Regions from separate parts of the Mus musculus genome. Here regions 2, 3, 4, 5 and 6 are each linked to region 1. Evidence: chromatin contacts called from public HiChIP or PLAC-seq and promoter capture Hi-C data. All regions are on one chromosome and are shown on one strand. Each heading gives the region's core, a stretch centred on a gene start, on an enhancer-like site or on the middle of the called end of the contact. The rest is flanking DNA. Distances are from core to core; before and after follow the strand shown.

Region 1 (4,250 bases), core at 511-3,010:
ACCTGACAGGGCCTATCTTGGCATGCCATATGGCATGACCTGTGGTGAGGAGTTCCAGCAGGGATGCAGGGTGTGTGCGGCTGAGGACCGGGAGGCTTTGCAGGCACTGATGCTGGTACCACAGAGAGGGAGAGAGGGAGGCTTGCTGCAAGTGAGGTGGGCTAAGCTGAACTGGGAATGCTGCATCCATACAGGGAGCCACAGAGCCCCGGGGACACTGTCCACCACCAGGCACAGCAGTATGAGGCTCAGGCTGGCAGATGGGGACAGCTGCTTCCTGCCACTGGGGCAGTTAGACCACAGCAGCTGCAGGTCTGCTCAGTGTGGTTTGCCAGCATCCTACATAGGTTCTGGGGGACGCTGCCCAACCTTCCCCAAAGGGTCCTCAGCAGGGCTCAGGCTGAGCTGGGTTCCACTGTCACTGGGTTAGGATCTACTGGAGTAAACAGACTCCCCGCCATTTTGTTTGATTTTGCTTTTGTTTTGGGTCAGAGTCTGTCTATGTGGCTCCAGCTGTCCTGGAACTCACGGAGATTCACCTGCCTCTGCCTCCTGAGTGCTGGGATTAAAGGTGTGTGTGACCACACTGTGACAACTCATCCCTTTTTAAAATCTAAATTTTATCTATTGTTATTGTGGGTATGAGTGTGCATGATGTGAATGTACAGCCATGCACACCACAGCACACGTGTAAGTCAGAGGACAAATTTGTAGAGTTGGCTCAGCAAGCTCTTTCACCTACTGACCCATCCTGCTTACCCTGACATACTGTTATTGTAGCCCTGGCATCACAGTAAGAAAGACCCTGAACTGCAGGCACTGACAGGTATGGGAGGTGCGCTCCTGGGGCTGAAAACCAGCTCTCTGCCTGAAGCTCCCTTTGTGCCACAATGTTCAAACACATCCTTTATTCAGCCCACAAATGTTTACTATATAGCTCTGGGCTTGCTGGCACCAAGGAGGCTGGCCATCATGGGGACAATCCATTAAGGGCGCTTGAGGGTCTTGGGCTCCCAATCCTAATTCTATGACCTTGGAATGTCTATCTGTCTGTCTATATGTGTATAGATACACTCAGACATTCACACACATACATAAACACACATACATATATATGTATACACACATACATGTACACACACACAAACATGGTCTCGGGACCATGTCTGGAATTTTGTCTTTGTCCCAGCAGCTGGACAATCTATCTGGGACTTCCTTAGAGGAGACCTGCAGTACCTATCCTGATAGCTCCATGTAGAGGTCTCCATGGAGAGGGAGGTACCCAAATCAGGTGAATCCAGAGGCCATTGACAGAGGTACCCAAATCAGGTGAATCCAGAGGCCATTGACAGAGGCCTTCAACATTTTAGAGCATGTATCAATATGAAAGTAGGATTTTGACTTTTTTGTTGTTGTTGTTTTTTGAGAAAGGGTTTCTCTGTATAGCCCTGGCTGTCCTCGAACTCAGAAATCCGCCTGCCTCTGCTTCCCAAATGCTGGGATTAAAGGCGTGCGCCACCACCGACCGGCTGGATTTTGACTTCTTGAGCTAGGATCAGATTTAGCTCCAAAACCGTAAGAGGGAACAGTTTATGCCCAACAAGCCCAGCTTTCAGACAGGCATAGGTCCATCCAGCCTCCGGCCGCCAGAGGGCGGTGCAAACACTAGTAGGCTCTGCCTGCCTCTCTCCTCTCTTCCTCGCCTTCGGGTTTGTTTTACTTCCGGTTATGTGAGAAATCAGCGCTCGGAAGGCTCGCAGATCAGTTTGCACTTCCGGAGCGCCCGTGTCTCGGGTCTGCAGAGTGCTGCACCGGAGGTGAGGGGCCTTTGCACCCAGGTGAAGTCCGCTCCCTGCGGTGACATCCGTCTCCGCAGTCGGCCGCGTGTGTGCCGCACTTGGCCCCTTTCTGTGACCCCGGTAGGCGGCCCTGGGCACTCGGTCCAGTGGCCCCGGTGCGAGGGATGAATGACTGAGCGAGCGAGTGACTCCCGCCGCCTCCTCCCAGGTGAAGGCGCTTCCTCTAGGGGCGCCCGGGCCGCGGGGAGGATGAATCGAGCCAAGCCCACCACCGTACGGAGACCCAGCGCGGCCGCCAAGCCCTCAGGTGCGTCCCTGCGCGCGGCGACCTCGAGACGGTCAATGAATGGGTTCCATGAAGGCCGGCATGGCCACTGAAGGGGTTCCTACGGGACATAGTTAACTTGGGACTGTTGGGAGAGCGTGGGCATCCAACACAGCAGGACAACGGTCATCCAACCCAGGCTTCCTGCATACATTGCTGTCCTGAGGGGCTCCTAAAGGACAAGGGCATCCTTGTCCTGCTGAGCATCTGGCAAGGACAGGGTACCTGGACCAGAATCACAGTCTCTGAAGCCGGATAATCTAGACTGGGGTCCTAAAGTTTCTTCTTGCTAACTGTGTGACACTGGCACATTACTTAACTTCTGTCTATTTTGTTTTGTCTTGTTTTGTTTTGGTTTTTTCGAGACAGGGTTTCTCTGTGTAGCCCTGGCTGACCTGGAACTCACTCTGTAGACCAGGCTGGCCTTGAACTCAGAAATCCTCCTGCCTCTGCCTCCCAAGTGCTGGGATTAAAGGCATGTGCCACCAGTCCCCTGCCTAACTTCTGTGTCTTTATTTGTAAAACGAGGGTCATAACTTTTGAAGAAGCCCGGTGAGAATTAAGTAGACAGTGCTTATGAGTTACAGATGGCTTAGTTTCTAGTCAGCACTGGATCAGCGTCAGCCATCGCTTGCTCTGCCAGGGTGGTTGGACAACCTCAGGCTTTACTTTTGTCTCTTGGGGGCCCACTCTGAGATTGGGTATCACAGGTGTGGGTTTTCTGTTCCTCTGCAGGGCACCCTCCCCCTGGGGACTTTATTGCTCTGGGGTCCAAGGGTCAGGCCAGTGAATCAAAGACAACGTCCACCCTGCTGAAGCCAGCCCCTTCTGGGCTACCCTCAGAGCGCAAGAGAGATGCTTCAGCTTCTCTGTCTGGGACCTCTGCGCTGACCGGCCTCACTAAGCGCCCCAAACTGTCCTCCACTCCCCCACTGAGCGCCCTGGGACGTCTGGCTGAAGCCGCAGTTGCAGAGAAGCGAGCCATTTCTCCATCGATTAAGGAGCCATCTGTGGTGCCCATTGAAGGTAAGATCAGACTGCCAACTTCCCCAGAGAGATTCCTTCATCCTGTCCATCTGCCCAGTGCCCGTGGGAGCCACTTCCAGCCTGGTTCTGTTAGCGTAGTGGGGTCTTGGCTTCCTGTGGGCTCGCTGCCTGGCATTGTGAACAGATGCACCTCCCATTCCCACAGTGCTCCTGGTTCCTCGTTCCATCATTTATCTGGCCTGTGTACAGCCTGCCCCTGGTTGTGACAGCACTGTTCTGAACCGTGCTGGGACAGGTGCGCAGGCTGTGGTGGCATCTAAGTGGTTCTAGCCCGGTCCTCCAGTGGAAGGGGATTCTTTGCTCACTGTCTTTGCCTCCAGGACAGGGAGCATTTTGGTGCCATTTTCCAGGTAGAAAATAGGTCCCCCAAGTACCAAAGAGACCTCAGAGGAGAGACGAGTGTCCCTGAAGTTGTGCAGGGGTCTGACCTTCTCCTCCTTCTTGTCATTTATCCCATGACTTCTTTGACAGTGCCAGGATTGAGCCTAGGTCCAGATGCACACAAGGCAAGTGTTGTAACCACTGAACTCTACAGCCCAGAGCCCCTCAGTGACTCATAGCAGCTCCATGATGCCTTAGCATAGACCTGTCACCCGCTAGCTATGTGCCAGCCTCTGAGCACCTAACATTCCAGTAGCAGACGCCACTGTCTGCGTGTCTGCTCCGAGCCTTTCTAAGGGACTCCTTCCTGAGAGCCAAAAAGGACAAGCATCCTGTCCTCTAGCCTTTAATGAAGCTGTATCTCATGAAGCTACGTTGTCCCTTGGTACTGAGATGTCATTTGAAAGGCTCAGAGGGTGCCTGTTACCTCAGCTGCTTAGGAGACTGAGGCAGGCAGATGAAAAGTTCAAGGTGAGCCTTGGCCACTTCTTAACTTGACCCTGTATGACAGTAAAAAAGTAAATTGAGGGATATGGATATAATTCAGTGGTAGAGCCCCTGCCTAGAATCCCCCAGTGAGGGGCTGGGGTGTGGCTCAGTGGTAGAGCCCCTGCCTAGACTCCCCCAGTGAGGGGCTGGGGGCGTGGCTCAGTGGTAGAGCTCCTGCCTAGAATCCCTCAGTGAGGGGCTGGGGGCGT
Region 2 (4,250 bases), core at 1,174-3,673, 830 kb before region 1:
GAGAGACACACAGGAAGCAGCATTGTTCCTGGAACCGAGATTCAAAGAAACACAGGATGCCAAGTTCTGCCCCAGCCATTGTGGCTGTGGCGGTGGCAGCCTGCAGCCTGGCGCGCTCCTTAGTGGTGGGGGAGGAGCAGCGGGCCAGAGGCCAGGCGCTCTGCCTGTACCCCTGACCAGCCTCTCCACCTCACCGAGCCTGCTTGGTTTTTTTGTACAGCCCCACAGTCATGCCTGGTGCCAAGATTGCCCTTCCTGGACCCTAGGACTCTGATGCAGATGGAACCTCCTCCTCCAGGAAGCCTTCCTTCCATTCATCCCCAATCCAGGTTAATGGAGCCTCTCTCACCTTCCATCAGACTGCAGCCGCCCTGGACAGACAGGGGAGCAGGCCCTTTGCTACAGGTTCCAAGAGCCCCTGATCATAGCACACAAGAGGGGGGCTTTGCCTGTCATGTGCACGGGAGGTGAGCATGGCAGTAAATGCAGCATTTTCTGGGTAGGGGGCCCCCTTATTCAGAATGACTGCTGGGATCACCAAGAGCCTCCAAAGTTCTACAGTCCACTTTATAATACCTCACTAGAAAGTATTTCCCTTTTCTGAGAGCAAGAGAGGATCAGAGAGACCCTAGGCTTCTCACCAGACCACACAGTCCAACTGAGTCCCAAATCCCTGAATAAGAGTTTCTCAGAACCGATAGTGGCCCAGAGTGGGATAGATGCTATCCAATATCACACAGCAGGAAGGCTGAATGAAGGGGTGGGGGAATGCCCTGGCTCAGGGATCGTGCCCCACGAGGGCTGTCATTCAGGGCTGGGGGGAGGACACAGAGGCCCCCTCATCACCAGGCAACCTGAGTGGCCAGCACGCCAGCCAACGGTTCCCATGGAGCGCATAGCTGTACACAAGAGGCCGACGCCTTTCTCGGCTGGAGAAAGGGGCTTTGTTGCCTTGCCCAAGGGGCCGGCGTGAGAGCAGCCTAGCGCTGGGAATCCTAACGGCACCACAGCCAAACAAAACCCATGGCCCCCCGCTGCCCCCTCCCGAAGGCCTGCTGAGCCCCTGGGAAAGGGACGCCTCATTCTCAGGAGGCTACGGTGGGGTTCTCAGGGCCCCTCTTTGACCAAGACTAGATAGGAGCCTGTCCTCTTAACCTCCACTGTCCTAAAGCGAAGTCTCACTGGGGCTGGGTCAGGAAGGAAAGTGAGTCTTAGTCTTCACACCAAATATCTACCCCCACCCCTACACACACACACACACACACACACACACACACACACACACACACACACACACGCAGTGCACTCTGCTCTCCCGCCCCAACGGTCCTGTTGTAGCCTCCAGGGAGATTTTCAAAGTGGGGTGTGTCTTTTTATTATGTGTATGAAGTTGGTCTAACAGGAGGTGGGGGAGCTGAGCTACTGAAGTCAGGGTTCTGAGCAAGTCTGGAGAACTAGCACCCATTTCTTTCACTTTGCCTGGTCCAGGGGTGTGCTATGCCTTTTCCTCCCTCCCTTTCAAGGGGGCGTACCTTCCACCCAGGAAGAAGGAAGGGGAGTGAAGGGGACCCAGGATGGAACTGAGCCAATTTGCTCGAAAAAGTTTAGGAACAAATATGGCCATTCACTCCAGTGTTTAGGAGAAGCGTTACAGAGCCAGCCCTAAGCTGGAGGCGACTCATCCAGACACAGAGCATGTGGCTGGGGTGACCCTGGGCAACACGGAAGGAAGCTTCCAGGGTAGTAAGGCAAAGTGAACCCCAGCAGCCACACGGGGCTGTAATGGGATTTATCAGTGTCATCGTTTCCCAGATAGACCCAAAGCAATTAACGCATCGGGAACCGCTATCGTCAGTCACCAGTTGGACCAGAGGGTGATCCCCACTTCATCCCCCTGCCCAGGCCGCGCTGGGTCTCACCATCTCCTTGTGGCGCGAGATCCAGGTCTCGAACAGCAGATCGAGCCGCGCGCGGTGAAACTTTCTGGTGGTCTTGACGGCGATGAAGACGTCGCGAGGGGACAGAACTTCGGCGGGGGGACGCGGATGGCCGTCGCCCTGGCGAGAAGCGACCCCGGGCGGTGGATCCGCGTCTCTGCGCGCGCGGGTGAGTAGACTGAAGTACTCGGAGAGGCTATGCACCTCGCGGGTGAGGACTCCGGGATCCACAGCCGCCCTGGACCCTGAAGCCGGAGCTCCTCCAGAGGAGCCCGCCAGGCTACGCAGCGCGCGCCGTCCGCGCTCAGCGGGCATCGGAGTCGGTGGCGGGTCGGCCGTGAGCACCAGGAGACAAGCCAACAGCGCGCCCACCAGCGCCAGCAGCAGGCGCCGGCCGCACCGCTGGAGCATGGTGGCCGGCGGCCGCACGTAATATCTATCCCAGTGCCAACTGGTCCGGCTGCCCGAGGCTCCCGGTCCAGCTGCGCGCCTCTCGCTTCAGGAACTCTTAAACCTCCCCTGCCCGCCACGCCTCCACGCGCTAATTGGCTGCTAGCCTTGGGGCGTAACCTTTAGGGAGATCTCTCCTTCCCACGTGGGATACGGACAAGGGGCTGGGAACCACCCAGCTGGGGTACCCACGGCACCCGCCCCCTTTGTGCACGAGCCTGTCCCGCCTGCGCCGAGTCACCCTCCGGAGCTGCTCTGGGAGACACCCAGCCTGACCAACGCCCGCCACGGCTGCACGTGGAGGACGCGCCCCCGAAGCTGGGACCTGGGTGATAGGGCCAGTGCTCCTCCGCGGGCGACATCCTTGGCTTCTCGCTGTGCATTTCCTGTCCCCGAGCGGGTTTCCTTCCCTGGGGAACGGTGCTGACTGAGCCAAAGTGGTAGCCTGCAGTGTGTCCTGAGCGATTAATTTTGAGCTGCCCTTACTGATACTTATGTCTTAGGAGTGGACCTGAAGTTCAGGCAAAAGGGTATCAGTGACAAAATTCTACGTCCCTCCGTCGGTCCATCCTTCCCTCCTCCCCCAGGCAGGCCTGTCTTGGCATCATGTTCCTAAATGGGGAGGGTTGGTCCCCAAAAACCTCAGGCACCCCGTAGCGAGGAGACACTCAAGCAGCCTCTTTCCTCGAAGGATGAAAGGCTACCTTCTGTTCCATTTGGTTCCTCCGCACTCCTACCAGATGTGACCCAGCTGTGCGCCATCCCAGACCCGCCTCCCCGGCACACGGCCCCCTTCCCACGGGCGGGGGCCTTGCCTGCGCCTAGCACGAGCGGGGGCGGCAGGAATGTGCGCCTAATGGTAGGGTGAGAGGCTACGGGTCCGGAAATGGCCAAGGGTCCCCTGGAGTGGGAGCAGGGTCCGAGCCCGAGCCTGCTGCATCTTCCGGGAGCGCAGCTGGGGGCGGCTCTCCGCCTGGCTGCCCCTGGGTCTGGTTGGCTTCAGTTTCCGCGTCCCCCTTCAAAGGAAGTCTGAGCCCACCCTGCCACCACGGATAAACTGCTGTTCCTTCTGTCGCCGACTCCCTAGCGTTTATATTTTAGACCGGAGTATCATTTCTAATTATTTCTCTACTACACTCTTCTTAATGTCCGTCCCTCTCTTGGAGGTTAAAAGAAGGCATCAGGCTGGATCAGGTAAAGACTTACTGCAGGGGCTGGCCAGATGGTTCAGTGGGCAAACGCAACTGTCACCTAGGCAGATTTGAGTTTATTTCCCAGGACCCACATGGTCAGAAAGAACCAACAATATGTTGCCCTCTGACCTCCACACGTGCAACTTGGCCTGAGCAACACACATTTATACACACGCACGCACGCACGCACATACACATACGCACACCTGCTTTCAACAAAATTCTTTTCAAAATGAAGACAGACATGATAGCCCATGTAGCAGGCTTGGACGATTGCTGAACATTTAAAGGCAGCCTGAGTTACAGAGTGAATATCGGGTCAGCCCCTGCTGCCGTGTAAAAGAGCGCCTGAAATGTACCTCATCTGGCAAAGTTGGTAAAGTGTTTGCCTAGCATGTATGACGCCTCGGTTCATCTCTGCACCAAATATTCCTTGGCAAATAGTGAGTTTGAGTCCAGCCTGAGCTACATGAGACCCTATCACAAATATAAAATAAAATGACTTTGAATTGATGTGTAGCCAGGCTCTCCCCACCCCACCCCACCCCCCAGCCTCCCACCCCACCCAGGAGTGGATCTCTGGTCCATTTGCTCTGAGGGCCCTGTGGGACACTGCAACCCCTCTGTGGTGGGAGGGAGTGGGATATGGTGGTTCCCAGGCTTCTTCCTG
Region 3 (4,250 bases), core at 908-3,407, 790 kb before region 1:
AGTTGTCACAGCCTCCTGCTCCAACCCTACCAGACACAAGTCCCAGCCACTCAGAGGGATGCAAGCACAGGTCTGTGTGACACCATGGGGCAGAGTCCAGTTGTGGGAGCACGTCCAGCCTCCATCAGAATGGCCTGGGGTTCCAACACTTCCCAGCTGTAGAGACTGAGCTGGGTGGTGGGCAGCCGCCAGCTTTCCTACCACACAGACCTCATAAGCCGGAAGGGGGAGGTTGAGGCTCACAGGGGATGGAGACCGTTGGAAGCAGGCATCTTTGACCTCTCTGTCCCTGGCAGCAAAATCTGGGCCTCATGTCTCAACAGGTATGGGGCTCCCCCGCCCCCATCCCCAGGCTCCCAATTCCAAGCTATGGCCTCCAGGCTGCAAGAGCCGGAGAACAAGGTGCCCACGTCGATGTTCCTCTCATCCTAGGAAAGATGGAGGTGGAGTGGGCTGACCCAGTTCCCCTGCTCAGCCACATCTGTCTTGTTTACCTTCCTTCATCAAGGAGACAGGCACTGGGTGTGTGTGTGTGGGGGGGGGGGAGCACTAAGGGGAGGAGGTGACAGAGGTCAGCATTAGCAACTCCAGCACGTGGCTGTGAAGCACAGAAGGCCACTGGCTCAAGGTAGCCAGGGGGTTAGAACCTGTCCACACTCCTGACTTGTGGGCTTTGACCCCAGCCCTGAGTTCTGGTACCAACCAGCACTGTATTGCACATCCAGAGAATTTGAAGATGGACATCTCGTCCCAGCAGCATCCCTACATAGGGGAAAGGAGAAGGGGAAAGCCATGAAGCCGGCCTGCAGTCTCCTAGTGGGCCCTGCGGCCCAGGGCTTTAGTGTGTGTGGTTTTGAGAGACTGTCACAGGGACCTGGGACTTGCCAGGGTCTCCTGACTGGCTGGCTGGAGACCCCAGCACAGACCACTGTGTTCTGTGCCTTGCACAAGTGCTGGGCATCAAACTCAGATCCCCCTACTTGCGCAGCAAGCACTTACTGATGGTACTTCTTCCCCATGGCCCTCCAGGAAGGTGAGCATGTGGGGTCTGCAGACTCTGCACCCAGCCAGGCAGGTCCAGCAGGCTCACCCCAGGGAATCTCTGTTGCTCTGGGCTGCCCCCTGCAGGCTCAGCCAACCCTGCCATGCTAGTGAGCCATCTCTGTGTCCTGCTTGACCTTGGTACCCATAGCTCCCTGCCAGACTGTGTCCATCCGTGCAGCGGTATCTGGGAAGAGGCAAAGCAGGCCAGAGGCTCAGCCCTGCCAGGGCCTGGAGAGAAGAACGGTGGCAGAGGGGACCCACGGGGACAGGAGAAAAGGAGACACGTGCTTGTTACACACTCATCTGCAGGCTTTACCCCCAAGGCTCTGGGCCCCCACCACAGCTACACTGTGACCCAACTTCCCCCTTCAGAGAGTCCCAGAGGCCCCCATAACCGCCCCCACAGACTTGGGCTTCTCTCCTCCATCCTTGAGGTGGCCTCGAGGGCCCCAGTGGATCCTTCTCATTGGCTCAGCCCAAGAGGCAGCCGGCCAGGAGAGGCGTGGGGGTGTGGGAAAGGCCCTCCCCATCTGTAGACTGGACACTGGAATGTGCTGAGCAGAGCCAGGCCTAATCCCCATTCATCCCCTTGAGGCCACTGAGCCACTGCAGCGGGGCAGCCCTGGGATGGAAGGGGACTGGATCAGGGACACATTCCCAGTATGGTAGACAGTTGATGGATGGTCAGACTGAGGTCATAAGGTCAGCCAGGGTTCTATAGGAGGACACACTTTCTTCACTCTTTGAGACCGATGGGGTCAGTGTGAGGCTCTGGAGTATGGGAGTTGGGGGGGGCCCTGGTTACACCCTCCCTACAAAGATGGGTGATGTATCCCCAGATGTGCACAAGACCCTGAATAGTGCTGGTGGCAGAGCTAGGTAGACCTGGGGAAGTATGTTGAAAGGACCAGTGTATTCACTGATGAACCCAGGGCAAGAGCGCTGCCACTAAGCCATGTACCCAGCCCCCTCTCCAGCAGGGTTAGCCTGAGGGGGGAGGAAAAATGGGGCACAGAGGTCCATGTGACCCAGACAAGGCCCCTAGAGGTGGGGCCCCCATGCCCCGCCCCAGCGGGCTCTGCTATATCTCCAGCTGCCTCATCCCCACACCCAGTGGCTGAGGGCAATGACACTGCAGGTGGGTAAGATCCACAGCCCAGGGAGGTTGCAAATGCTGGAGAAGGAAGTGGAGTGGGGGGGTGGGCGCCTGGTGGGGCCACCTACTCCACTATAGAGCTGGGAATGTTTATAGCTTCTCCTCAGCCCCCAAGCAGAGAGGCTGTGGGGGTAAGGTTGGACCACCACACCCAGAGCAACATGGAAGTAGAGGCTTGGGCTTGGTGGGAGCCGGTGTCCCTGAATAAACAGCACACTTGATGGGGAGGAAGGAGGTTGCAGCCCTCTGGGGCTCTGTCCCCTGTGTTTTGCCTTCAGTTCGAAGCCTTCTGTGCAGGGGGTCTGGCCCCTGGCTGGAGCCTGACTGTCCAGGGACATGCAGATGCTGGAGAAGAGAAGTAAGAGCCTCCCTCGCTGGGGTCGGGACCCTCCAGCCACACTCCTGACCCTAATCACACTCTCCACCCATAGGTTCGAGATCAACTTCTTAACAGACGCCGGAGACATCGCCTTCCACGTCAAACCTCGATTCTCCAGCGCCACGGTGGTGGGCAATGCTTTCCAGGGAGGACGGTGGGGGCAGGAGGAGGTGTCCAGCATATTCCCACTGACTCTGGGAGAGCCCTTTGAGGTGATGGGGTCTGTGGGAGGAAGGAGAGGTGGGGTGGGACACCTAGGACCCGTGAAGACAGGGACTGCGGAGGATAAATGCATGGGCTGGTGCACCCTGCTGGGCCGAGTGGCCTCCTTTCACGGAGTTTGTTCACAGGGTGTCTCTCTCTCTCTGGCTACTAACCACCTTCTCTTGGTGAAAAGAGGGATCCCCAGCTAGGAACTCAGGACCAGGTGGTCCACACCATGCTTTGCCAAGTAGCCAGGGTTGTGTTTTATAAAATGCGGCAGGAGGGAGCACCTTGGTGGGCCAGGCCAATGAGCACCTTGGTGGGCCAGGCCAATGTGTCGTCGTCCCCGTCCCCCCCCCCCCCCCCGAGGAATCAGCACCGTGCAACAGGCCTAGTACAAAATGAAGTTTATTGGAGGGAAAGGAAGGCAACGTGGAAAGGGGATAGTGGCAGAGAAAAGGGGGCAGAGAAGGACAGAAAGACAGAGGAGAGAAGACAGAAAGAGGAAGAAAGGTAGAGGCTGGCTGAGAACACGTGGAGAAGAGAGAGAAGAGAGGGAGAGAGGGAGAGACAGAGACAGAGAGACAAAGAGGAGCCAAGCTGAATGAATAGTCCTGGCTCACACTTGGCTGCTGTTGGGTGGAGCCTGGAGAGATTGCTGACAGCCAAGAAGGCTTCTGTGGTTGGGGCCCAGAGACACCCCCCACACACACACACTTTCCCTTCCCCTCAGATGGAGGTGAGTGCAGACGCAGAACACTTCCACATTTATGCCCAGGAACAAAAGGTGCTCCAGTTCCCACATCGGCACCGACCGCTGGCCACCATCACCAGAGTGCGAGTGCTCAGTGAGCATCGGCTGGCCCAGGTGGAGCTGGCCAAGCGGAGCCTGAGCTGGGGGTAAGGTGCCCGCCATGTCCTCACACACTAACCCAGGTGGAATTGGCCAAGTGGAGCCTGAGCTGAGGGTAAGGTGCCCGCCATGTCCTCACACACCATTCGGGATTCCTATCTGCCTGGTCCCTGGTTGGCTAACGTATGTCACCTTCTTCTGGCCTTGCACAGCTGTTTCCCTCCCTCACCCCCCAGTTGTCCACATCTGGTTAGAGCAAGCAGAGCTAAAACCAGAACCTTGGATTCTTGCAGCGATGGGGGCTACTGAGCAGACTGGACCACAGCCTACAAGAGCCAGCCTTGACCATCCTGCATCCCCTTCTACCTGGAGCCACGGGACACACACTACACACGTTATAGATGCTGGGAAGCTGAGGCTCTGTGTGAACCCCGAGCTTTACCTTCAATAAAATATGAGCAGGTTACAGTCTTGGCTGCTGTGGAGGTGGGGCTGTTCTGTGGGGCTGTGACAGCCACAGATGTGCCTGCCAGGAAAAGGGGCTTCCTGAGACCAATGCCCCAGGCGCTGGGCAGTCCCTCCCCTTGTCCCCAAGACCCTGGCTGGAGTCTGAG
Region 4 (4,250 bases), core at 789-3,288, 730 kb before region 1:
TGCACTGCATCTCCCTACACCCCAAGCTTCCCTGCCCTTCCCTCTAGCATCACGAGTTTACCTCTGACAGACCTGGTCCTGGTTCCCATCACACCTCAACTGCAATCTCCAGCAATGGAACCTGGTCTCCAGCAGGGCATAAGGCTCTTCTCAAGCAGAAATCCGTCCTCCCAGAGCTGGGAGAATGGCCGAGTCGGTACAGTGCTTGCCACGCAAGCACACGGACCTCAGTCCAGATCCCCAGAACCAATTAAGTGCTGTGTGCCTGAAACCCTAGGCCAGCCAGCCTTGCCAATTGGTGAGCTCTAGGCCAGTCTGTTTAAGAGCAAGGACATGGCATTCCTGAGGACGACACCCAACGTTATTCTCTGACCTCCAATGCACCTGCATACACACATGGACATGCACACAACTCCTTGCCCGCCCCTCCAGAAACTAGTCTTTCCCCCACAGGCCCCACCCCTCATGAGCACAGCAACTCAACGTCTCCTGAATTAGCTGCTTCCAGTCTTCAATGCTAAGGGTTTCTTTTGTTTGGTTTCTTTGAGACAGGGTTTTATGTAGCCCAGGCTAGACTTCAACTGTAGACCCTCCTGCCTTCACCTCTTGGGGATTACAGGTACGTGCCACCTTTCCTGGCATTCTCTTTGCATACCGCAAACGTCTTTCATACACTTGGCACTCAAGTGGCCCTGAACCAGGACGACCTGAGCTACCCAGGGCCCATGGTTCCCAGCATTCCACCCAATATGGTGGTTTGCCCTTACAGCAGGAAACTGAAGATGCAGACCCACGAAAGCGACATGACAATACGGGTACAAGCAAGCTCAGCCCCAGATCCTAGCAAGGAAATTAAACATGAAGGTACAGGCAGGCCCTTTTGTAATTTTTGTGTTGTTTTGTTTTAAGTCTGAGTCTTACCCTGTAGCCCAGGCTGGCCTGAACCTCACTATGCGGCCCAGGCTGCCCTCAAACTCACAGCAATCTTCTTGCCTAAGCTCACAAGAACTGGCACCACGCTCCACCTTAGGCAACTCGCTCCACCTTAGGCAACTCGCGAAGTTGCAGTATCATACCCAGCACATAGCAGTTTCCCAACAATCTTTTTTCTCTCCTTCACACCCGGAAACAGGGCCCTAACTCATGTTACCTAGGCTGGAGCCACACGGTGCTGTCCCAGCAATGGAAGGCTCACAGCCCCGTTCTCCCCCGAGGGTGACATTCCCACTCAATTCCGGGGCTCCCAGCGCAGCGTGGGATTATAAAATAAATAATTTAAGAAGGGTGCAAACATTACAGCTCTCTGTGCGACAGCTAGGCGGATGTGCGGAAGGAACCCAAGGTCTGCCAGCGATGTCTTCGTGGCCAGAAGCCCAAAGAGAAGATAGGTCCTACTGTTAGCCACTAATGCGCGGCTTCCTGTGGCCCACCAGGCATGAGGCTGCTGCTGGGGGCACCCGCAGCAATGCACAGGGCAGGAGGATGCTCAGTAGACTGGGGTGAGATGTGGGGCCAGTGCTTGCTCGGTACAAAACCTGGCTTCGGAGACAGCCTCCTGCAAGGTCTGGCCGGGACACTGCAGCACAACAGTCTCTGAACAATTGCTTTCTCGCCTGGACACCCAAACAGCCAGAGGCAAAACTGGGAAGGTGTTTTCCCAACCTCCGAGCCAGCCGCTACTACTGCAAAGGAGGTCGGCCAAGTGGCCACACCTTCCTCCACGCATTCTGCAGGGCTGCACAAGAAGATGGCTCAGAGAAGGTGCACGCTTGGCTAAGGTTACACAGCCAGCTGGACAGAACTGGGATTCGAACCCGGGACCACGTGGGAGCTGCCTAAGCCAGGCAGAAGGAGGTACCAATCTGCATCGCCAAACCATGGACCATCGCCCCACCCTAGGACTCGGGACTCCTACGCACCCCTCGCTCTGCTCGAGCCTGCGCTCCTCACCTAGCGCCCGCCACAGTCACCGCCGCTGCTGCTGTTGCTGGTGATGCTGATTCTGCAGCCGAAATCGCCTCCTCCCGCTAGCAGCCCCGCCCGAGGCGCGGCTCCGCCCCCAGGCAGACCTCCCTCCATCCTCTCGCGAGAGCTAACGAGCGGGACTACGCCCGTTCTGGATGCGCTTGCGCACTTCTCCCCGTTCCTGCCCTCGCCAGCCAGTGCCATGTGGCACCTTATTTACGGCCAGAGATTGGTCCCACCCACCATCCCTGAGCGTCCCGCCCCTTTTGCAGCAACCAATCCGGAGTGGGGGCGTGGCTGATCTCAAGGGGCGTTGCCTGTCTCGCAGTTTGAACTTGCAACGTGGGCTGTGCAAGCTGACAATCCTGTCAGAGTTTATGGGGCTTAAGAGAGACCATGCAGGTAAAGCTCTTAGTGAGAGCCAGGCATGGTGCAAGCTGTCACCGCAGCTACTTGGCAGGGGGGAGGGAGGAACGGGAGGGGCTGAGGCAGTAGGATAGGAAGTTCCAGGTTAGCCGTACTTAATGAGAGCCTGTCTCAAAAACAAACAAACAAACAAACAAACAAGGTATGGGGAGAGGATTCAGTGGGTAAATGAGGTGCTCGCCTCACAAAGGTGAGAAACTGTGGTCAGATCCACAGAACCTGTGAACAGCCCATGCTCGTGAGCCAGGCTCCGTGGTGCTTGCCTGTATGGCAAGACCGGGAGGCAGAGAGAGAGTCTGGAGCTTGCTGGCTCCCTAGCCCTCTCTATATGGTGAAGTTTCAGACAAAAGAGAAGCTCTGTCTCAAACAGAAGTTGGAAGGTGCCTGAGGTTGTCCTCTGAGTCCCACATATCACACATGAGGTGCACACATGCACCTGCAAAAGAAAGCTAGCGTGGTGACGCACACTTAACATCCCAGCACTGAGCTGCCTTCCCAAAGCAGGGGACTGGTTCCGAGCCAACGGGCTCTCCCAGTGCCTAGGGTTAGAAGCCTCTTTCTGTAGCAGTATGACACAGAATGGCAGAGGACAGAACCTAGGAAGATTTATTATATTCTGGTGGCAGATGATCCCATCTTACTAACTAGGATTCAAAACCTACAGCTGAGTCCCCTGGGTTGCCATGTGTGCGTGTGACCTGCTCAGGCTGCTCTAACTGTAACACAGACCCAGCCTCAACTATGGACAGCTCTTTTCCTAGGGTTCTGCAGGCCAGATGCCAGGAGTTGAGGTAGCAAGCAGGCTGGTTCTTGCAGAGAGCCCTGCAGGAGCATCTTCCAGCCCTTCTCTTTACCTCCCTTTTGCGTACTTCAGCCCAGATTTCCATTTTCATAAGGGCACAGCCAGACAAGATCAGGACTATCCCATGACCTCATTTCATTACCATTCTCCTGGCTCAGTCTCCAAATAAGGTCATCTCTAAGGCACTAGGAGCTAGAGCACCAACATCTCTTTCCTTTTGGGGCTGGAAGATAGAACACAATTCAATCTATAACTGTAAGTTCGAGGGCTCAGGTGTGGTTCAGGGGGGGTAGAATGCTTGCTCTGCCCTGGGCTCCATCTCTATCAATGTATAAACAAGGCATGATGCCACACATCTGCAACCCCAGCATTCAGGAATTGTAGGCAGTAGGATCAGAAGTTCAAAATCATCTGTGAGCCAGGCGTGGCGGTGCACACCTTTAATCCCAGCACTCGGGAGGCAGAGGCAGGCGGATTTCTGAGTTCGAGGCCAGCCTGGTCTACAAAGTGAGCTCCAGGACAGCAAGGGCTATACAGAGAAACCCTGTCTCGAAAAAACAAAAAACAAAAAACAAAATCATCTGTGGATGTACAGTGAGCTTGAAGATAGCCTGGGCTACATGAGACAATGTCTCCAACAAAACAAATGAACAAACAAAGCATAAATGTTATATACTACATTTTTTTAGACAAGGTCTCTCTATATAGCTGGGGCTGTCCTAGAATTTACGGAGATCCACCTGCCTCTGCCTCCACCATGGCCTCTGCCTGCCTCTGCCTCCCAAGTGTTGGGGTTAAAGGCATGCACCACTATGCCTGGCCAGTAAACCCTATTGCATTTTGTTTAGGCAGGTGTGGTGCTCACTGGTAACTTGGGCAGGGGAGGCAGGATTGCAAGTCTGAGGGCATCCTGGGCTAGCTAGATGTTATTCTCTGTTACATACCTGCTGGGATGGCTCAGGCCTATGTAATCACTGACAACACCAAAGTCGACTGAAGCTTCCGAGCAACCGGGTGGTCTCCATTGCAGGTGGAACTGCAGCAGTGTCGTGCTGCC
Region 5 (4,250 bases), core at 1,161-3,660, 610 kb before region 1:
AGAGAAGACAGGCTCATCCTTGGAGCTTGCTGGCCAGACAGCCTACATGTCCAAGATGGATGGCTCCTGAGGGGGAATAAATCTTAGGGGTTGTCCTCCAAACTCTACACACACACACACACACACACACACACACTCACTCACTCACATGAGTTTAAGGTCATCCTCAATTACATAGAGAGTTTGAGATCAGCCTGGACTATAAGAGACCTTGTTTTCCAAAACATACAAAAACCTTAATTCTTTTGTTTTTGTTTTTCGAGACAGGGTTTCTCTGTATAGACCTGGCTGTCCTGGAACTCACTTTGTAGACCAGGCTGGTCTCAAACTCAGAAATCCGCCTGCCTCTGCCTCCTGAGTGCTGGGATTAAAGGCGTTCGCCATCACACCCAGCTCTACCCAAACTTTTGAACCACTTTTGCTGTGGGGTGTTTGCCAGAGAAGACTGCTCTGGCTTAGGCTTAAGCCAATAGAAAGTATTAGCCCACTGGGGATTACACTGACGGGATCCCAGTGTCACACTGAACCTCTCTTAGGGTGAGCTTTTAAGCATGAAAACCAAATATGTCTGGGTTGACATATTTCGGTTAACAAGGACAGTTAGCCAGAAGCAGAACTACAGAAGCTGAAAAGCAAGCTTAGCACTTTCCCAGAACTATGGGCTTTGATGGATCAGGTCTTCATTTTTGGCAGGTGGTGTTTTGTGCTGAGTTTTATAGCCTGGATACTCCTTCCATGATGGAGCTAAGATCTGGGGCTCTGTTACACTTCTACACAATAGATTGTAGTCCTGGAAAATAAAGGGAACTAGACGCAGCTACAGCCAAGCTTAGGGCTTTAAAAACTTTAGAGGCACCAGCAGGGAGACTGAGAGGCATCCTAGGGCTCCAACCTTGGAGCCTTCAGTCCACTCCATGGAAATCATTAGACATCAATATCTGGAGAGGCGAGGTCTTTACTGTGAAATAAGAAAGGCCTTCCCTGATGGAGTCGAGACAGGGTTTCTCTGTAGCCCTGGCTGTCCTGGAACTCACTTTGTAGACCAGGCTGGCCTCAAACTCAGAAATCCACCTGCCTCTGCCTCCCGAGTGCTGGGATTAAAGGTGTGCGCCACCACACCCAACTGTTCTGATGGAGTCTTATTAATAACCCTCTTCTTCTCCCAGATATTTTTTTGCTTTTCCTTTACTTGAGATAATGTATCTATATGCAGTTTAGGTTGCCTTTCTTTTTTCTTTTTCTCCTTCTTTCTTTTTCCTTTCTTCTTCTTCTTCTTCTTCTTCTTCTTCTTCTTCTTCTTCTTCTTCTTCTTGTTCTCCTCCTCCTCCTCTTCCTCCTCCTCCTCCTCCTCCTCCTCCTCCTCCTCCTCCTTCTTCTTCTTCTTCTTCTTCTTCTTCTTCTTCTTCTTCTTCTTCTCTCTCTTCCTCCTCCTCTTCTTCTTCCTCCTCCTCCTCCTCCTCTTCCTCCTCCTGCAGTTCTAGACTCAGTCCTCATATTCAGCCCCGGGTCAGACACTGCTCCTGTGTGCTCTTACATCCTTGCTTCCCTCTGTCAGTCAGAGGGCCAGGCCTGGAGGTATGTATGTTCAACTTAGCTCCTAGGGAGGCTGAGGCAGGAGGATGTTCTGCCTTAGCTACAGAGTGAGTTCAAGGCTAGCCTGGCTAACTAGACCCCGAGTCAAAATAAATACATAAAGCTCAACGTCCTGGTGTGCATCTTCAATCCCAGCACTCAGGAGAGAGAGGCAGGCAGATCTTTGAGTTTGAGGCTAGCCATAGTGAGTTCCAGGACAGCCAGGGTTATATATTGAGACCCTATCTCCAACAATATACAAATAAATAATAAAGGGCTGGTGATACATAGCACAGTGGTAGAGGGCCAGCTCAGCATGTGGGAGCCTATGGGCTCAATCCCCAACAGAAAGGAGAATGGCCTGGTTATCTGCAAACAATTATGGAATGTTGTTCCTCATCAGTAATCTTCAGAGACCTATTATAGTCAGAAGACCTACTCTCTAGCCATGTTTCACGCTCCAAATCCCAGAAGGTACTAGAACACTGTTCTAATGTCCGTAGCACCTTTCACAGGGGCTGCCCCGGAATTCACAGAGCATGTGTGAGTGGGCAAGCGAATGCAAAAATGAATGGCAGCGTGGGTCAGAGGGTGGGCAAGAAGATGAGTAACAGCTGCTGGCTAAGAGCGGGGAGGTGGGTGCGCACTGGAGGGAGGTGGCACTAAGCAGCTGGGGCGGTACTCGCGCTAGCACTCAGTCTTGGACCAGAGCTGCTGAACGCTGCCCCGGCCGCGGCCACGTGGTTGGGGCGTGGCTCGTGGGTAGGGGCGTGGTCTTACTGCTTGGGGTGAGCGGAGGGGCGTGGCGAGGTTGGCATGGGCGTGGCCACGCCGGACAAGAGCTGGCGTGGGCGGGGCTGGCCGGGCGGGCGCGGGAGGAAGTCACGTGGGCGAGCGGGCTCACATGACTGGCCGCGCGATGGACCCGCTGCCCTCGCCGGCAGTCGCTGCAGCTGCTGAGGCGGAGGCTGACGAGGAGGCGGATCCGCCGGCGACAGGTAGGGCACGCGGCCCGATGGCCCTGTGCGGAGAGCCAAGTGCTTCACACTCGGGGACCACCTGTCAGTGCCACACCTCGCCTGGCCGGGGTGGGGGGGTGGACATTCTTGGGGCCAGCCTCTTCCCGCTGCTCCCTGGGACGCTGCTCTTCAGCCCTCCGTTAGCGAGCGGCCGTGTGGAGTTGCACCTGGGTCTTTTCTGACCCCACTTTGGAGACGTGGTCTAGAGAGTGGTTTATATTCATGTGTGACCATGTCCAGGGAAAGGGATGTGTCTTTGGTATCAGACTCTTTTTCCTGGGGTCCCCGGCTTTGTGGACTGTGGGGACGCATCCATGTGGCCAGAGGCGCAAGGGTGGAGCTGGGCCTGGTGTGTGCCAGCCAGGTCTGGCCAAGTGTCGCTGAGTATGGCCATCTAGAGCATTGGTGGAAAGACAGGTTCTTCTCTTGGGACGAAGGGTTTAGGGTAGTACTTTTAACCCCAGGGGAGGGAGGAGGATGTCAATGAACGCCTCTGAAGAATGGAGAGAAGGTGAAACTCCCCTCGGAGTTGGTCAACAGTCTTTGGGTCTTGTTGGGTAAAACATTGTATTTTTGAGGTTGTATGTTTGAGCCACCACTTAAGTCCCTATACCTGGGCGCCTTGAGAAAGGGAGACTGATCCAGAGCTACTTATGCCTTTTAAGAATGCTTTTTTAAAAAAATATTTCTAACTGTGTATATGTATGTGTGTGTGTGTGTGTGTGTGTGTGTGTGTGTGTGTGTGCGCGCGCGCCCTTGGAGGACAGATGTGTTAGATTCCCGAGAGGCCAAAGTTTCACCTGCCTGTTAGCCACTCAGTAGAGCTGCTGGGACCCAGACTCCTGTCCTCTGCAAGAGCTCTGGAGCCTGTGCTCTGAGCCCCTGCCTGACTCATAAAGCAATTCCTTGTGGCTTGTAGCAGTGGTGATGGGTTAGAGCTCTCTTGGCAAATTTGGGATCTTCCATATTACTTCCTAGAGAACTCAGCTAATGGCTGACGTTAGGAAGGATTTCGTCTAGATTTTTGACAGATCTTGGGCAGTGGTGTGACTTGTGTGTTAGTCACAGCCATGTAGTCCTTCACGATTGACAGGCCATCCCAGTAGCCACGTAAGTAGGAAAATGGGTTTTTCAACCTGTCACTTCCTTCTGTATGTATGAAACTTGGCACCAAGCTGGTGATGTGGCGAAGGAGATTTTCTTCCTTCTGCAAGAAACTTAGTTGGAGTGTGTCTTGGTGGAGCCTTTGGCTGGATGGACTAGAGTCAAAACACCTTTGGGAATCACTCTTGGGAAAACGTATTCTTGTGTGTGTGATGTTCTTGAGAACAGTGTGGCATGGCACAGGGATGGCAGTCAGAGGACAGCTTTGTGGAGTCACTTCTCTCTTCCACTGTTCCTTGAGTTCTAGGGATGGAGCTTGAGGTGGGTGGGCTTGTGTGTGTGAATGCAGGTAGCCACTGAGCCCTCTCACCTGGTCCCGAGGATGGCTTTGCTTTCAGAGGTAAAGAGCTCAGGCAGCGAACTTTCACAGGTTGATTTTCACTTCACTTCCTCTTCCTCTTCCTCATCCTCTTCCTCCTCCTCTTCCTCTTCCTCCTCCTCCTCTTCCTCCTCACCTTTTGCCTAGTAGCCTCCACCTTCACAGTTGGCTGATTT
Region 6 (4,250 bases), core at 583-3,082, 560 kb before region 1:
CTGCTCCTCCAGGGGCACCAAGTTCAATTCCCAGCAACCACATGGTGGCTTGCAATTGTCTGTAATTCTAGCTCCTGGGGATATGGCCCCCTACACAAACATACATGGAGGCAAAGCATCAATGAACATAAAAAATAAATATTTTTTAAAAGCTATACACCACCTCTGGATGGTTTTTTAAAATATTTATTTGTTTGTTTGTTTGTTTATTATATACACTGTAGCTGTCTTCAGACACTCCAGAAGAGGGCATCAGATCTCATTACGGATGGTTGTGAGCCACCATGTGGTTGCTGGGATTTGAACTCAGGACCTTTGGAAGAGCAGTCAGCGCTCCTAACCGCTGAGCCATCTCACCAGCCCCCCAAAATAAATATTTTTAAAACCCTATACGTTCTCGAATAAAAAAATCCAACAACCCTATATGTGCACAATATAAGTTAAAATTTAAAAACAGAATAAGAAGAAAGGGAAAGAAAAGGGACCCGGAAGCTTAGGCCTGGTGCTGAGGTAAGTCAGGAGAAGAAGTGGGCTTAGCATTGGCCTGTGTTCTGACTTGCCTGTGCCTGAGCCTCTGGCTTCCTGACTCAGCAAAGTCAGCCATCTCTTATTAAGCACCGGCTGTATACAGCTGTCTTTCATAGCCACAGGATATCCACAGGATATCTTTCATATCCACAGATACCAGGATACCTTACCCTTCCATGGATACTGGGATTAAAGTATGATGAAATCACTTCTTTGAAATGGCATATTTGCCTGTAACTTACAGACATCCTCCGGCCCACTTTACATGCAAACTATGTAAATTGTTTTCATGTAGGGAGTGATGACAAATGTCCTCACATTCCATACAGATGAGTGATTTGTTTTGCAAGGATTTTAAACGAGACAGAGTTGTGCCATGTTCTCCATTCTGGACTTAAACTCACAATCTTCCCGCTCAACCACCTGAGTGTAGAATGACAGGCGTGCACCAGCGTGCTCAGCTCCTTGTCTCAGTGAAATGAGCAGTGAGGACATAGATTGGAATCAGGTAGAATGGGTGTGGCTATGGCTCTGTTGATTGGCATTGCTTCAAACAGAGTCCCCATACTGTTTCCCTTTGCAATGGAAATGGGAGTGGGTGGGTAGGGGAGTGGGGGGGAGGGTATGAGGGACTTTTGGGATAGCATTGGAAATGTAAATGAGGAAAATACCTAATAAAAAAAGTAAAAAAAAAAAAAAAAAGACTAAGAACAGAGTTTAAGACTTACTTTCTTCGTTTCTGAGGCGAAAACTAGTGCTCCGAGGTCAAATGGCAGAGCCTAGAAGCAAACAAGGGTGTCCTGGTAGCTGTGATAGGTGGTAAATCGGATGTGTGTCAGGGAACTTTGGACAACCTTTGGTCTGAATTGAGGTCAAGTGTTGCAGGTGTTGGAGACAATGCACATGGAGTGCAGAGCCCAGAACCTGCCTGCAGGGGGCACTCTGCAAATGCCGTTCCCTAGCCTCCCCTCCCAGGGGCTATGGCCGGTACAGACAGGCTGCAAACTGCCCATGCATCAGCTTACCGCCCAGGTCCCCTCTCCCTCTCATTTCTGCTCCCTACTCTCTGTAGTTTCCCTGGTCTTCCCGACCTCAGGCCTGCCCAGTACCCCAGTTTTCCTGGTGGGTTTGAAGCTGCTCTCTAGTCCTTCTACCCCTTCTCTCCCCAGATTTTCCCTGGCACCCCACTCCCGACCTCCAGCGTCTCTCCCGCACCCAGATCTCATTCGCCCGGGACCATCCATACCTTCGCGCCCCAGCCAAAGTTTCCCGGGGCGGAGCCTCGCGTTGGAAGCGAGGGCGGGACTTCCGGCGGCGGGAGGAAACCACCAGCAAGCAGCAATGGCCGGGTGAGTGAGTTACGGCGTCTGCCTGCGCTAAAAGGACGTCTTTGCATACAGGAACGGAGTGGATGACAGTAGTAGGGAGCTCAGTGAATTGTGTTGCAGAGGGGTGCTGGCGACCTCCGTCCCGGGGAGCGGGACACGGGTGTACGATGTTTATTCATGTACAGACGTGAGTGAGTGAGGCTTGCAACATAGAAATAGGTGTATGGGCTCCGTGGATAAAGCTGTGCATTCGGGAGGATTGGGGTTCGGATCCCCAGAGCCTACAAAATACTGGACATGTGTGCTGACCAAATGTAACCCCAGTGCTGGGGAGGCAGAGAAAAGGGGTCCCTGGAGAAAGCTGGCGAGATAGACTGGCAGGTTGGCGACCTTACATCAATACATAAGGTAGAGAGCAAGCGAAGGGGACGTCCCTTCTCTACTTTGGACCCCCATACACAGGCAGACACATGTGCACATACATGCTAATACACATGCGTGCATGCATATCGCACATACATATGCAGAAACAAAAAGGTTGAACCAAGACTTTCTTGCCTCTCTGTGTAATGCCCACCCGCTAACTCTTTTTTCGTCATTTCAGGCATCTGAAGCTGGTAGGCGTTCCCCTTAAGGTTCGGAGGTTACACACAGCAGTGTGTCACTACAGGGGCCGGACCGGCGCTGAGCACCTGTGGCTCACGCGGCATCTAAAGGATCCGTTTGTGAAGGCCGCAAAGGTGGAGAGTTACCGCTGCCGCAGTGCCTTCAAACTCCTGGAGATGAATGAGAAGCATCAGATCCTGAGGCCCGGTCTCCGGGTGCTGGACTGCGGGGCAGCTCCGGGAGCCTGGAGTCAGGTGGCAGTGCAGCGCGTCAATGCCACAGGCGCAGGTGGGACCTGCTGGACTCCCAGCTCCTCTGACTACTGCTAGTGAGCAGCTCTTACCTAGAGACATTGTTTGAGGCTCTTTCTAAGTAGGTTTAGAGATGAGAGTTACAGAAATACGACACAGGCTGGGTACAGGACACAGCTGCTAAGTAAAGTCAGGCCCCGCAGGCCTACGAGGTGGAGGCAGGATTAGAAGTTCAGGGTCATCCCAGCTACATGGTATGTCTGTACTAGAGAAAAAAAAAAGGGCAGAGGTAGGGGGTTGGGAAGGGAGCACAGGGTGGTGGTGATGCTATGAAGATGGGTTAGTCAGCAGTGGTTCTCACTCTGGGCTGTGACCCACTGGCTTGGTGGTTGAATGGTGCATGCCGGTAAGGCTGACAAGCTTGAGTTCTCGCCCCAGGATTTACACTGTGGACGGGAGAATTGACACCAGAAAGTTGCTGTGTGGACTCCACAAATGTGCCGTGGCGTGTGCTCACTTGCTTATATACCCTCTCACATACATGATTAAATAAGCAAAATGTTTAAAAAAGAACAAAGAAGAAAACCACAGGAGTTGGCGGACAGCCTGGGTTCGCACTATGTCCCTTTCTCTAAACAAAACAAAAAGCCCCAGAAAACTAAACAATAATGGCTTCCTTTGCTTTCTGTTGCTGTCATAAGCACCATAACCAGACACTGTGAGTAGGAAAAGGTTTCCACCTGGGCTGGGGGTCTGGGCCCTGTAAGAAAGCAGGCTCTTCGAGCCAGGGGAGCAGGCAGGCTGTGCGAGCCAGGGGAGCGGGCCAGTCAGCAGCACCCTCCATGGCCTGTGCATCAGCAGCTCCTGCCTCCAGGCTCCAGCCTTGATTGAGTTCCTGTTCTGGCTTCTTTCAGTGACAGTGATATGGATGTGTAAGTCACGTAACCCCCTTCTTCTCCAACTGGATTTTTGGTTATGGTGTTTCATCACAGCAGTAGAAACTCCAAGACAGCAGGGTTTGGGGACAGGACTACTAATGTGTCCCTGAAGCCTAGGAGCTCTTGGAGGTCCCACTGGGGCCACTGGATTCCTTACTCTGGGAATGTGATAGGCTGTGTACTGTGTGTGTGTGTGTGTGTGTGTGTGTGTGTGTGTGTGTGAAATGGTGCCCAAATAGGAAAGAGAAAAAGCGAAAAAACAGCTGCATCTGTGACATTGCCCAGCTGTGGTGGCTATACCTGTGACCCTAGCCCTCTGGTGGTAGAGACAGGAGAACCAGGAATCCCAGGCCTGAGTCACACAGTTCTCAAAGAACCAAGAGCCAAAAATGAAGGGCTTGGCTCTCAGAGAGGACTCAAGTTCAGTTCCCAGCACCCACATCAGGCAGCCCCTAGCCTCCGTGATTTCACATCCAGGCCTTGAACTGGGCAGGTACCTGCACTTGAGTGCACATTCACACATATGTAAATAAATAATACATCTGGAAGACAAAACAGTAGAGCATGGTCTCACATGGTTCTAGCCCTTTAGAGGCAGA

Evidence for each region. HiChIP or PLAC-seq counts read pairs in DNA pulled down with a chosen protein or histone mark. Capture Hi-C pulls out chosen DNA fragments and counts their contacts.
Region 2: a contact with region 1 is called in a FOXA1 HiChIP or PLAC-seq map of pancreatic cancer cells. The contact joins the promoter of Lfng here to the promoter of Ints1 in region 1. A contact is called at or near these places in 1 of 39 promoter capture datasets (embryonic stem cells) and 2 of 115 datasets of contacts at active chromatin or transcription factors (bone marrow-derived dendritic cells and pancreatic cancer cells).
Region 3: a contact with region 1 is called in a FOXA1 HiChIP or PLAC-seq map of pancreatic cancer cells. The contact joins the promoter of Grifin here to the promoter of Ints1 in region 1. A contact is called at or near these places in 1 of 484 Hi-C or Micro-C datasets (B cells) and 2 of 115 datasets of contacts at active chromatin or transcription factors (large pre-B cells and pancreatic cancer cells).
Region 4: a contact with region 1 is called in a promoter capture Hi-C map of adipose tissue. The contact joins the promoter of Chst12 here to the promoter of Ints1 in region 1. A contact is called at or near these places in 1 of 484 Hi-C or Micro-C datasets (CD8 T cells), 1 of 115 datasets of contacts at active chromatin or transcription factors (pancreatic cancer cells) and 1 of 9 other capture datasets (adipose tissue).
Region 5: a promoter capture Hi-C map of liver shows a contact between it and region 1. The contact joins the promoter of Snx8 here to the promoter of Ints1 in region 1. A contact is called at or near these places in 1 of 39 promoter capture datasets (embryonic stem cells), 1 of 15 datasets of contacts at CTCF or cohesin (the NIH/3T3 cell line), 5 of 115 datasets of contacts at active chromatin or transcription factors (bone marrow-derived macrophages, craniofacial prominence, embryonic hindbrain and 2 more) and 1 of 9 other capture datasets (liver).
Region 6: a contact with region 1 is called in a promoter capture Hi-C map of pancreatic islet. The contact joins the promoter of Mrm2 here to the promoter of Ints1 in region 1. A contact is called at or near these places in 6 of 39 promoter capture datasets (the 3T3-L1 cell line, the C10 cell line, embryonic stem cells and 3 more), 9 of 115 datasets of contacts at active chromatin or transcription factors (the 230-238 cell line, the NIH/3T3 cell line, embryonic basal ganglia and 6 more) and 2 of 9 other capture datasets (liver and pancreatic islet).

Annotation. Positions count from the first base shown.
Region 1 is chr5:139,773,188-139,777,437 of GRCm38.p6, reverse strand. Ints1 (integrator complex subunit 1) reads left to right here and starts at 1,760. Exons shown (of 47, transcript NM_026748.2): 1 at 1,760-2,106; 2 at 2,860-3,150. The coding sequence starts at 1,968.
Region 2 is chr5:140,605,514-140,609,763 of GRCm38.p6, reverse strand. Lfng (LFNG O-fucosylpeptide 3-beta-N-acetylglucosaminyltransferase) reads right to left here and starts at 2,423. Exons shown (of 8, transcript NM_008494.3): 1 at 1,920-2,423. The coding sequence starts at 2,348.
Region 3 is chr5:140,562,974-140,567,223 of GRCm38.p6, reverse strand. Grifin (galectin-related inter-fiber protein) reads left to right here and starts at 2,157. Exons shown (of 5, transcript NM_030022.1): 1 at 2,157-2,182; 2 at 2,479-2,558; 3 at 2,632-2,791; 4 at 3,517-3,683; 5 at 3,930-4,035. The coding sequence starts at 2,171. The coding sequence ends at 3,945.
Region 4 is chr5:140,503,397-140,507,646 of GRCm38.p6, reverse strand. Chst12 (carbohydrate sulfotransferase 12) reads right to left here and starts at 2,038. Exons shown (of 2, transcript NM_021528.3): 1 at 1,951-2,038. It overlaps Gm38728 (a long non-coding RNA gene), which reads left to right. Exons shown (of 5, transcript XR_001785006.2): 5 at 4,224-4,250.
Region 5 is chr5:140,387,468-140,391,717 of GRCm38.p6, reverse strand. It overlaps Snx8 (sorting nexin 8), which reads left to right and starts at 2,410. Exons shown (of 11, transcript NM_172277.3): 1 at 2,410-2,570. The coding sequence starts at 2,477.
Region 6 is chr5:140,329,480-140,333,729 of GRCm38.p6, reverse strand. Mrm2 (mitochondrial rRNA methyltransferase 2) reads left to right here and starts at 1,832. Exons shown (of 3, transcript NM_026510.1): 1 at 1,832-1,877; 2 at 2,461-2,750. The coding sequence starts at 1,870. Nudt1 (nudix (nucleoside diphosphate linked moiety X)-type motif 1) reads right to left here and starts at 1,870. Exons shown (of 5, transcript NM_008637.2): 1 at 1,775-1,870; 2 at 1,257-1,307.